Linked DNA regions of Mus musculus: all the other regions are linked to region 3. Evidence: chromatin contacts called from public Hi-C and promoter capture Hi-C data. All regions are on one chromosome and are shown on one strand. The core of a region is the stretch at or near the end of the contact, and the rest is flanking DNA. Distances in the headings are between cores, read along the strand shown. Region 1 holds the start of Strap (serine/threonine kinase receptor associated protein). Region 2 holds the start of Phc1 (polyhomeotic 1). Region 3 holds the start of Fkbp4 (FK506 binding protein 4).

The links. Promoter capture Hi-C pulls out the DNA fragments that hold promoters and counts their contacts. A called contact is a pair of places that touch in the nucleus more often than the background predicts.
Region 1: a Hi-C map of CD8 T cells shows a contact between it and region 3, with 5 times the contacts expected there. The contact joins the promoter of Strap here to the promoter of Fkbp4 in region 3. A contact is called at or near these places in 2 of 484 Hi-C or Micro-C datasets (CD4 T cells and CD8 T cells).
Region 2: a promoter capture Hi-C map of frontonasal cranial neural crest shows a contact between it and region 3. The contact joins the promoter of Phc1 here to the promoter of Fkbp4 in region 3. A contact is called at or near these places in 2 of 39 promoter capture datasets (cranial neural crest and frontonasal cranial neural crest).

What each region holds. Positions count from the first base shown.
Region 1 is chr6:137,733,172-137,737,068 of GRCm38.p6, forward strand. It overlaps Strap (serine/threonine kinase receptor associated protein), which reads left to right and starts at 1,911. Exons shown (of 10, transcript NM_011499.3): 1 at 1,911-2,295; 2 at 3,159-3,294. The coding sequence starts at 2,184.
Region 2 is chr6:122,337,487-122,341,507 of GRCm38.p6, forward strand. It overlaps Phc1 (polyhomeotic 1), which reads right to left and starts at 2,171. Exons shown (of 16, transcript NM_001355215.1): 1 at 2,112-2,171; 2 at 986-994. The coding sequence starts at 989.
Region 3 is chr6:128,437,240-128,441,054 of GRCm38.p6, forward strand. Fkbp4 (FK506 binding protein 4) reads right to left here and starts at 1,417. Exons shown (of 10, transcript NM_010219.4): 1 at 1,167-1,417. The coding sequence starts at 1,271. It overlaps Gm10069 (predicted gene 10069), which reads left to right and starts at 1,518. Exons shown (of 5, transcript NR_028593.1): 1 at 1,518-2,148; 2 at 2,276-2,457.

The sequences.
Region 1 (3,897 bases), core at 661-3,160, 9.3 Mb after region 3:
TTTAACTTTAGCAATCACAGTAAAAACGTGTGGAGGAGCTTATACTGCCATATAAGATGTGTGTGTGTGTGTGTGTGTGTGTGTGTGTGTGTGAGAGAGAGAGAGAGAGAGAGAGAGAGAGAGAGAGAGAGCTTACATTTCCCTGCTCTATTTCAAAGACTTATTAGGCCTTTTCATTTCTCCTGCTTCCCTGTACTCTCACCTGCAGACAGAACCTTCCGTTACAACAAACCCCCCAGGAGACACTAGAGTCACAGCCTTAGAGGTAATGGCTATGCTTAGCACCTTGATTTGATCTGCAATCATCAAAATACTACTCTATTCCGTAACCGTGAACAATGACTATATATCAAGAAAAAAAAATAAAAGCAGAATAAAATAGGGCTTTAAAGAAGCCCTAACAGATGACCAAATCCCAAAGGTATGATTAACAATGAGCATAATAAGATCCCAAATTAATAATCATGGTGTGTGAATAGTTTATCTATCATGAAGTAGGCATCCACCTTCATTTATTTTCAGATAGCCTATTTGTGGAATTTCTTTCACAGTGATCTACAGAGCATTTTTGCCACCCATAGATCTCTTCATGTAGAGAGGATTTGTGTCACTTCTACAGTGTCTATTATAATGCCAACATATGCTTGATATGCACTTTAAAAGTAGTGTGTGCATGTGTGGTAGGCAGAAGTCAGTCTTAGGAGCCCCAGGAGCCATTCACTGTTAGGTTCCAGGCTGATACAAGAGGCTTTCAGAAAGGGGAAAGGGGATACCAACTCTATGCCTTTGACCAGGGTCAGACATAGCAAAGTCTGGAACCAGGCCCCCCAGAGTTAAGATTTCAGTCTGTGAGAACGTGACTTTTCCTCCTAAAGAGACTGGAGTAGTCAGTCCCAGGCCAGTGTGTGCTTGGTCTGTGGCACACATGAAGTATTCTGTGTTCCTTTTGTGCAACACTGCTTGGTTAGCTTTCTGATGACTTCGTCCCACTGTATGATAGGTTTTTCTGTTCCATTTTCCCCATACAAACAGTATATAAGATGCTGTACATCTTAATAAATTAGCTTAGCATAAGACATAGTTTTAGGGAAAACCTCCTGACCCCAACTTTCCTGTCTTCTTTATTTCTGATCCGTTCGGTCCCTCCTCTCAGGAGCCTCTCAGTGAAGAATGGCTCACTGGTCCAGATGCATCTACACTCTTTTGTTTTTGAGATGTTTTTCACTCATACTTGGAACTCACTGATTGCTATGCTGGCTGGCAGGGATTGGTATCTTTTCAGTGCTGCATTCCAAGCATGTATCACACCATGTATAGCTTTTTTTTTTTTTTTGTCGGTACTGGGTATCACACTTCATGCTTACATGGCAAGAACTTTAGCCCAGTAGACTGGGGTCTCTCCCTCCCCAGCCGCAGTGATAGTTGCTAGAGCCACTGAAAGAGCCCTTATCAGTTAGGTTGTCACGGATCCTTGCTGAGCACTAAGTGAATATTTCCCACTTGCAAATAAGCATTTGCTGGCCATCCACTAAACGCCAGTCACTTATCTGTCACCAGGATATAAATGTTGTTAGCATAACCACTCTATTAGGGAAGTCATTACTGTTTGTGAGTTGTGACGGTGTATGCCGGGAGGGGGGTGGGAAGGAGAGCGACAGAATGGTTGCTACTGGGTAGGCAGTTAGATGTGAGATGATTATGGAAAAGTGTGTCTGTAGCTTAGCAATGAGAAGGTTACAACTCTACAACAGCATCCTACAAGGGACGGACTCGGCGGCTCCCAACACTGGGTAGCAACGGGACGCCGCGCGCTTGACGTCGTCAGAGCAGCATGGGTTCGGTCTCCGAGCTCGCGCCTGCGCACACTGCTTCTCGCGCTGCTGCTGGGAACTACCGCCTTCCCGCCAGTCGTCACTTCCGGCTGACGCGACGCGTCGGGCGACGTCACGTCCTGCCGCTACCGGTAGGGACCGTGAGTGGCGGCAGGCCGGCTCTCCGGCGCTCCCCTCCCCTCCTCCCTCCCTCCCTGTCCCTCCCTTGGCGGCCGCGAGTCGCGGGGACTCTGGAGCCGGCCTCCTTCGGCGTGAGTGCGGGGGCCTCAAGCAGCCTGAGGCGCCGCGGCAGAGAAGGAGGACGACCGCGACCCTCGGTCCCCGCTCCGCGTCACCGCGCTCGCCGCCGCCATGGCCATGAGGCAGACGCCGCTCACTTGCTCGGGCCACACGCGGCCCGTGGTGGATTTGGCCTTCAGCGGCATCACGCCTTACGGCTACTTTCTGATCAGCGCTTGCAAAGGTGAGCTGAGCCCGCGACGGCCGCGGCTCCCGAGTGCCGACGGGTGGGTGGGTCGTGGCTGCCAGCGACAGCCATCGCGCTGCTGGGACTAGAGGGTCGCCCCTGGCCGGGCTTTATGCGTCCCTCCTCCCCACCGTTGTTAGTGCTCCCCAACACCTCGCCTTTCTACCCACACAACTACATTGTGTTTGCCAAGGATTTACGGGAAGAAGAAATTAGGCCAGGCCGAGAGGAGTGCCCTTTATGTCCTCTCACTCATTGTTTCATCCTTTGTGGTGTGAGCCTCATTTTTTTTTTTCCCCGACGAAAGTGTACGTTAGGTTTATGTGGTCCAAAGTAAAAAGCGGCTATCTAGATCGTTTTGACACCGCATGTCACTGGCATCCAGCCCACGGTTTTTCAGAAGTTTTTATTTATGTGTGCCTGTGTTGTCTCTATGCATGCTTGTACCTGTGTGAAGGGGTGCCCCAAGAGGAAGGCATCAGATTGTCCAGAGCCGGAGTTAGAGGCTGTTGTCAGCCTCCGTGTGGGCGCTGGGAATCGGAATCAGGTCTTGTGGAAGAGCGTTTCCCAGGTCTTTATAGTTGCTTTGTAATCCGAGTTTGCAAAGGTGATGAGGGAGGCCTCTCATTCGGTCCCAAAATTGCTTATGCTTCCCAGGAAGAGTGGCTACAACTCCTTAGTCCCTAGGTCACTGAGACCATATGCACAGACCAGGATGGGGACACCCTCCCCCACGCCCCCACGGCTTAATGGGAGTAGGGGGGAGCAGTCAGAACAACGGTTTTCCAGTAGTTTGCTGCTCAGGATTTGGTATTACGTTGCATGCTTCTAAATCACAGATGTCTGAAAATATTTTCTAGATGGCAAGCCCATGCTCCGCCAGGGAGATACAGGAGACTGGATTGGAACATTTTTGGGTCATAAAGGTGCTGTTTGGGGTGCAACATTGAATAAGGATGCCACCAAAGCTGCGACAGCAGCTGCAGACTTCACAGCGTAAGTGTAACAAAAATGGCTAACTTCATTCTGTTTGAATTTTGTGGTGACATGGCCAGATTCTCCAACTTCACAGTTAGACATGAGGTTCTGACTCCGAGGATGCTATAGACAGTACATGGTGTTTGATCTCACCACGATTCTGTCCTGGCTCTCTGAGCATCCTTGTGACTTGAGATGTTTCAAGGACTGATGTCTCTCTCATCGAGACCAGGAACGTGGTGAGCTATACAGCTTGGACAATGGGTGCTGCTGATGTCCTTCACAGATAGTCTTGAACACTTAGTGAGTGCTATACAGTGATGTCTCCAGGCACCTTTTCACTCAGCTTTATTACTGGCTCTAGATAATCTAAAACCGGACCTCAAATTTACTTTCTGTTTTCTATGGTTTTAAAGATGGCTGTCTGAAAGATTCTTAATTTTCATTAGATCCTCATTTTCTTAGTTGGGTTTTATTATTGTGAAGGTACAACATGACCAAGGTAAAGGTAACTCTTAGAGATTTAGCTGGGGCTGGCTTCCAGTTTCAGAGTTCAGGTCATTATCATCATAGTGGGAAGCATGGCAGCATGCAGGCAGAATTGGTGCTGGAAGAGCCAAA
Region 2 (4,021 bases), core at 921-3,420, 6.1 Mb before region 3:
CACAGCCCCCATTTTATAATAGAGGGAACAAGGATCTTCTGTGTATCGAGTCTTTACACTACTTTGTCTCTTCCCAGAACAAAAAAAGCAAACAACAACAATCTGTCATCAAAGCAGTGTCTGTCACTCGGTGTGAGCATTTCCTATCCTCATTTCACGGAGGAGAGTCCTGAGACACTGACGAGGTAGACAGAGTGGACAGGTCATGGAAGTGGATAAATGTTGGGGACACAGAGCTAGACTACTGCCCAAATATCCAAAGTAGCTGACTGGCTGCTCGCCAAGCTCCTAATTAAAGCCTCGGGGCTGTTACTTCTCCTTATATAACTCCAGTGTCCCTATTAGCAAATAAGGCAACAAAGTGAACAGGTTACATACTCCCAAGTAAGTAGCATTCTAACTGAGACGAGTAAAATTCAACTTTACTAAAGTGTAAGAATTTACCCTCTGGCAGCTACATTAAAACCAGCAAAAAATAAATTAAAAGAAAAATACATATCAAAAAAAGGAAAAGAAACAAGAGAAGCAAGCAGAAACACTCTTCTAAAGCGGCTGAAAATGACATCATTTTACTCCTTAGTTTTCATTCTTTCGTTAAACTTACACTGTGTATTCTTTATTTTTGATACACTGAGGTACTAGAACTATCAGGTCTCCCAAGTACTATTTGGCTTGGGAATATAAAAGTCCGACCATAATTTCTGCTAGGGGCTATCTCTAGTTTCATTAGATGAATGGATTTATCTCAGGAATTAATCCCAAACAAGTAAACAAAAGTCAAAAGTCTCAACCTTGGCCCCTGAAGTGGAGTTTTCTCTGGATTCTCTTCCCAGCATCTCTACATCACTTAACTCTGGGACCGAACAAATGCCACTCCACACACGGATAAAATGAAAGAGGTACAGAGAGGGTATTCTATCAACTTCAGTCTACCTTTCTCCCCACATCTTTTGCCAAAATATCAAAGCACTAAACAGATACAGACCCATGAATCCTCAATATCAGCATGTGAAGGAAAAAAAGTGGGTAAGGATTAGAGGCAGCATGGCACAGTTGTACAGATTACTGGAGTTATCTCACTGCACTCAGAGACGTAAGACCCTGTTACTTGCAATAGAGCCTTATATAAAACACGTTCATCAATTCGATGACCCCCTCATTTCCCCCAGATAATGAAACAGAGAGGGCCAATTTTAAAGTCTTTTCACCAGGGAAACTGCCATCAAAAACCTCGCAGGCACACAAATCTATCTTAAAATCCTCATTTTTCAATGAATGTTGTGAGTTCCAGATTCAGTATAGAAAGTGAAGAGAGCACACCGTTTAGGTGGCAAACTCAATCAAAAATTAAAACTAAGAGTCAAAGGCCACCCTAAACGTTCCCACCTTTTGGGTGTGGGTGTGTTTAAGGACTCAACTGGGGAAGACGCACACCGATGGGAAGGAACTAGAAATTAATATTGAGGTAGACATACTACTGGGCCTATTGGGTCAGGTGTTGGAAGAAGTCAATACCCTTGAGTATAAAACTCTGTTGCAGTAAGAATGGAGTGAGAAGCAAGGGTTGAGGGGCGCCTCGGAAAGACTCCCAGGGGTTCTTGTTCTTCACAGAAGCGTGATTAAAAAAAAAAAAATGCATTTCCAAAGAGAAATCAAACACACCAGGAGAAAGGGGTGGATACAGTGCTGTGCCCGAAGCGAGCGGACTTGGTAAGCAGGGAAATGTATATTCTAATAGTAGGGAGCCAAGCAGGGGAGGCACAGAAGTCGAGGAACTGGGAGATCGGGGAGCCCGGCGGAGCGCGAGAAGCAGGGAGATAACCAGACAGCATGCTCGGATGGAAGGACCAAAGTCGGGGAAGGGAGAAATGAATGAGAAGCGGTCAGAGGCAACGAGGTGACGGACAGACAGCACCGAGCACAGCGAGCGCAAAGCACGAAGACCGGGACGCGCAGCACCCAAGCACCGCAAAGCGCAGCAGAGCGGGAGGCAGGAGCGCGGCTGGGGGAGGTACCTGGGCGTTGCACACGCCGAGGTGGCTGAGGAAACATCCCCGCGCCGCCGAGACCCCGGGATGCGGCCCCTCCCCGGCCCGCGGCCGCCCGGTTACCTTCGCGCCCGGCTCCGCACCCGAGTCCTCGCGGGGGGCGTCCACCTCAGGGGCGGGGGAGGGGGGGGGGGTCGCTCGGCCTCGGCGGCGGCGCGCCGCCTCCTCCCCTTCCTGGAGGGGCGGGGGCCCAGGCGCGGTGGGAGGTGCCCGGCGCGGCCGCCGCTCCCCGCCCCTCCCGCCGTCCGGGTGCTGGCCGCGCCGCGGCTCCGCCAGGCCGGGGGCTCGCGCGGGCCTGTCACTTCCTGCCCCGCCGCGAGGGTGGGGGGCCGAGGCCGGGGGGCCGCGGGCCGGCGGGGAGGGGGCTGCGGGGAGGTGCTTCCGGGGCAGCCGACCCCTCCTCCGGCCCGCCCCCTCCCCGCGCCCGCCCTCGCGCGCGTCCCTCGCTTCCTGTCGGCGCCCGTTGCCATGGCGACGCTGCTCCCCGGCCTCCGCGCTCTAGGCCCGAGTGGGGTTTTTTTTGTTTGTTTTTCTTTTTCTTTTCTCCCCCTGGCTCTGGCTCTCTTTCTCCTCCTTTCTTCCCCCCTTCTCTCTCTTCGAATTCCGCTCGCCGTCTGAAAGCAGACGTCTAAGAAAGCGCTGGCCTCTAGAGGGGGACTCACCTCGGAGAAGAGAGGGAGATGGGGAGAGGGGAGGGAAGTGACGTGAAAGGGGGGGAAAAAAAGAAGGTATTTTCTGCAGCTTCTGGGAATAGGGGCTCGAAAGAAAGGATCAAAGGGACCAGCAGGCACAGAGGGAGGAAGCGGAGCAAAGACCCTTGAGAAACGACGGCCTGTGAAAGGAAATAGAGCAAAGGGAAGGGAAGAGGAGAAAAGAAAAACTTTGAGATAGAGGGAACGGCGAGAGAATGCTGAGTGTTTAATCCCTCGCCCCAACTCCAAGAAGGCGGGAAACAACGCCGCACAGAAACTGAACCCGTTAGAAGCAGCAGTTCATTAAAAAGCAGGAACCTGAAGCAACTTGCTTTGAATAATACTTAAGTCTGTGACGTCAGGGTTGATTGTGTGCTTCGGAATCTCTTTAAGTCACACGCACACGTGAAAGAATCACAACGCCCAAAACAATGGAAAAGGCGGGGTGTAAAGAGATGAACAATGGTGCTGCCTTTGGGAAGGCTGAGCATATGGTGGGGGAGGCCCGTTTTATTTGCAACACAAATTTAACAGGATTTAATTATTCTCAGTCTCTCAGAGCTCTTAGAACACCTACTGTGTGCTGGCCACTCTTGGAAGCTTTTTTTTTTTTTAAACCAGAGCATTGTTAGCAAAGACAGCTGCTCTCCTTAACCTTTTACCTGCCGTAGGGTGTTACCTTGTGATAATAGCTGGGATTTGTATCTTTTGCTAACCTCAGCCATAATTAGTTGTTTTCTTGAGCCCACTCTAGATTGAAAACCCAGGTGTAATTAATTTGTATTTAAGGGGGGGGGGGGGGGGAGAGGCATTCTCATTATAAATTGATGCATTTGTGTTTGTTTCAACTCCCTCTCTTAATTGGTATAGCCAGATCTCCGTAAAGTAAGATCTTTAGGAGGCTTCTAGGAACCTGTTAAACGGGTATGCAAATCCCAAAGGGCAGCCAAAGGACTGGAGAGGCAGGAACATGGGTGTGGAGAGGTGAAAGGGTTTGCTGCCGAGCCAAGGATGATAGGTGTTGGCTGGGGATGAATGGGAACATTCTGGCAAGGAGATCTGGTGGTTAAAAAACAGGTGGAGCAGGACCCACTTCATTCAAACCTAGAACTTTGGCAGGTCAAGGTTAAAGCTTCCTTGCGGAGACTTACAAATGGCGTTTTGAGCCTCAACAGTATTCAATATCAAAGAACAACCTAAAGATGACTTTCAGATTTATATACCCTGCCAGGATAAGAAACAGGGCTTCTATAGGAAAACTCAACATCAATGAATCTGGAT
Region 3 (3,815 bases), core at 167-2,666:
GAAGGGAAACTACCTGTCTGGCAAGCCAAGGAGTCCTTTATCTCTCCTGCGTGTATAGGCAGGCGTCTATTTCTGCTTAACATTCTTATATATGGTGACCCCATAGGAGAGCCAATAGGTAGATATGGAACCCATCCTCTAAGGCTTCCTTGATAAGAATGTACAGGGCCCCGCGAAGGAATGGAGGATAAAAGAGGAACAGACCCCGTCTGGGAATCAGAACCTAGCGCAAAGGAGAAAGGGCCACATGTTCACGGGGAGCAGCAAGAGTTGAGGTAAAAAGCCAGGAGCATTTCTGGACCAACGAGGCTCCCTAAGGTCTCTGGTTTGCACAAGCCACACACACTAGAAACTGAGCAATGGGACTCACGGAGGAGAAACAATGGATGCAGGGAGACATGCAATGCAGGTTAGGATTTCACCGTCCTGGACTGCTGGCAGAACCTGCTCTGAAACGGCGTCCATTGTCCCGACCCGGGTCAGGGCGCCCTCCCCCTCGCTCCTCGGGCTATTTGCAGTCAGGCGATTAGTGAGCCGCTGGCTCTAAGGCAATGCACCTCCCCCCATGGCCAGCACCCAGTACCCCCCAACTCAGAAAGACTCAGGAGGGGCAGGCGAGGAACTACAGGTCCCGGCATGCATCGCTCTCGCTCTCCCCGGGCCGAGAAAGGGGGCACAGCATGGCCGAGCCCGTGACCTCGCTGGATCTCGGCGATTGCAAAAGGGGCGCAGAAAGGCACAAAGGGCTTTGGGCCAGGAACCTGCTCCCGGGAGCCGTTTCAGGTCCTAGCTAATGTTTAACTTTCAAGTGGGCGAGCCCTGGCGCACCTTCGTCCAGGTGGACGGCGCACGCTGCGGCCGAGGGGTTCCCGGGAGGCGAGGCCTGAGTCCCTCGGCGCGCCCGAGCCTCGTGCACCCCGCCCGGGCCCCCTGGCAGCGGCTCTCGCGCTCCGCTCCGCCCCTCTCAGCCGCACAGTGCAGCCGGATCGAGTTGGCGTTGCAGTGGGGGCTTCTTCCCGGACCCGGGCCGCACCCTCCGGAGCGTGCAGCCGCCGTGCCGTTTTCAGGGCTGCAGCCTGCGCAGGGAAGACGAATCCCCCCCATCCTCCGGCCGCGGTACCCCCAAGGCCCATGAGCCTGCAGCCGAGGACTCCGCGGCCCCTCACCTTGAGCACGCCCTCGTCCTGTTTGGGGCTGATGTCCACTCCTTCGAGAGGCAGGGGCGCCGACTGCGCCCCGTTCTCCGCCGCCTTCATCTCCTCGGCGGTCATGGCCGCTGGGCGCACCGTTGGCTGCGAGAGTGTGGCAAGCGCGAGCACGGCACTCTGGCCGCCGACCGGAGTGAGCGACGGGGCGGCGTGCGGCGGAAGGCGGCGCTGCCCACCTCGAACCGCGCTCCAGGCTCGCGCACCCGGCTATCCGCGCGCTCGCCGGCGGCGGCCGAGTGGGGTGACGCCGAGGGGCGGGCCTGGCGCGGCCCGGCCTGCAATTGGTCCCCTCCGCCTCGGGGGCGGGGCAGGGAGGAGCGGCACGAGCGGGCTGCAAAGGGGCGGGAGCGGAGAACTTTCTAGAGAAGCGGTTAAACGGGTTGAGGCTCTTGGACTGAGGGTACTGGAGTGGTTTGGTTTTTTTGTTTGTTTGTGTCGTTTTTGTTAAGATTTGCTTTTCTGGTTGATGGCCCCTAGGAGTGCCCTCCTCCTACACCAGGACCTCTGGGATCACAATCTTCCCTATGTCGTTCCGCCCCACCCCCACCCTTACCCCACCCCTCTGCCCGCGTCTAAGCGATTTTTCCAGATCCTTCTCTATCCTCAGGACTCCAAGTGGCGAGCCTCCCAAGTCCGGGCCTGCCTCGTGGCCGGCCCTGCTCACCCAGGCCCACAGCGGAATAGCTGGAGACAGGCAGTCAGATGTGAAGTGGCAAAGATCGGCCTCCCGTGATTGTGCCACAGATGCCCATGGTTCCAGGCGTGGGCACCTGAGCAGTGTGGGAAAGAGAGGTCGAGGGATTGAAAGTGTGGGCCCCGTAGGGACAGTTTCAGCCCAGGTGCACAGATCGGACACAACTTTGCCCTCCCTGCAGCCTGGCAGGCCCACCGCAAAAATGCCATGAGCAGATTTATAAGAGCCATAGACTTGTAAGTGGAGGTACGTGTGTTAAAATTCCTTTTCTCCCACCATACTAATCAGCCTTTTTTGGTTAGTACTGGCACACAAAATGGTTTCAGCTCACGCGAAAAAAAAATTTTTTCCCCCTTCCCCCTCTTTACTAAAGGTGAATAGGAAGGAAGGTTTTCTCAACCTGCTCGCTGCTCCTATGAGATGCCTGTGGAGTTCTGAGTCTGTGTGGCTAAAACCATGAAGTTCTGATTACCGGAACAGTGCTGGCTTGATGGAAGATCTGTCTGGAGAGGTCCTGACTCTGCCCAGCAGTTTAGTACCCAGTTATACAGCCTGGTGAGTGCTATCAGACCTGCCTATTGTATTATTGGCTTTGCGAGTTTTCATTCCAGTGTAATGAACTTTTTGTCTCTGTGTGCCCAGCATGGTGCTGTTCGTGGTCCAACGCAAGTGATGGCGTTTAAGTAGGCAATAAGCTAGTTATTATATGGTGCCTGCGAGATGGCTCAGTGGATGTTGGTGCTTTTGAAAGTCTTTAGACCTGGGTTTTATCCCTAACACCCACAGTATTGAGAAAACCCCTTCAAAGTTGTCTTTTGACATCCACACTTGTGCCCTATTATCCCTCCCAAAGAAGTGAAATAATAATAACCCTTATTATGATGGTTTAAGTATATTAGGTATTTTATTGTAGTCCCTTCTGATGGAACCAAACAAATGGGTTGTAGAAGTAAGCTACTCTTTCCAGCAATTTATAGTCTCATGAGTTTAACCATGGTCTGATTTGTTAGGTGGCTAGAGACACTGCCAGAGAATATGTGGGGTGTGTGTGTGGCTACTCTGGTAGTGAAGGCTCTTGGTAGTGAATGGAGCCTTTGTATACCACTGCCTTGCACATGGTACTTATCTTTCTGGTGCTCACATAGGTACCTGCTGATTATGGTCTTTGGGTGTTATCTGGCACAGCAAGTTGTGATGGAGAAAGTATTAGCAGTGAGTTTGTGTCTCTTCCCTGAGAACAGCATTGTTGGAGGCCTAACTCCTTTGATCTCATGAGCACCTCCCAGTGGAGCACTCAGCACCAGCACTCAGTGCCTGCAGACTGCGGGCACAAAGTTACCTAAGGTTATGATAGACAGCTCTTATTGGTTAGCAATAAGCAAAGGGTTGGCTCACCTTGCAGTATAGCTGTCAAAACTGGGGCAGGTTTTGTCTGTGAGTCCTGTCAATAGGGTGACCCAGTGGTTACAAAGGAGGGAATGTTCCGGTGTGTCTAGTGCAGCACTTGGCTTCCAGTGGTAAGTGGATAGGTGATGGCCACTGCTATAATGTGATGTGTGTGGGGATGGCGGTGAGCATGAAACACTGCAGTAAGGGCATGGAGCACTGTAGTAAGGGCATGGAGCACTGCAGTAGGAGCATGGAGCACTACAGTAGGAACATGGAGCACTGCAGTAAGGGCATGGAGCACTGCAGAAGGAGCATGGAGCACTGCAGTAGGAGCATGGAGCACTGTAGTAAGGGCATGGAGCACTGCAGTAGGAACATGGAGCACTGCAGTAAGGGCATGGAGCACTGCAGTAAGGGCATGGAGCACTGCAGTAGGAGCATGGAGTACTGCAGAAGGAACATGGAGCACTGCAGTAAGGGCATGGAGCACTACAGTAGGAACATGGAGCACTGCAGTAAGGGCA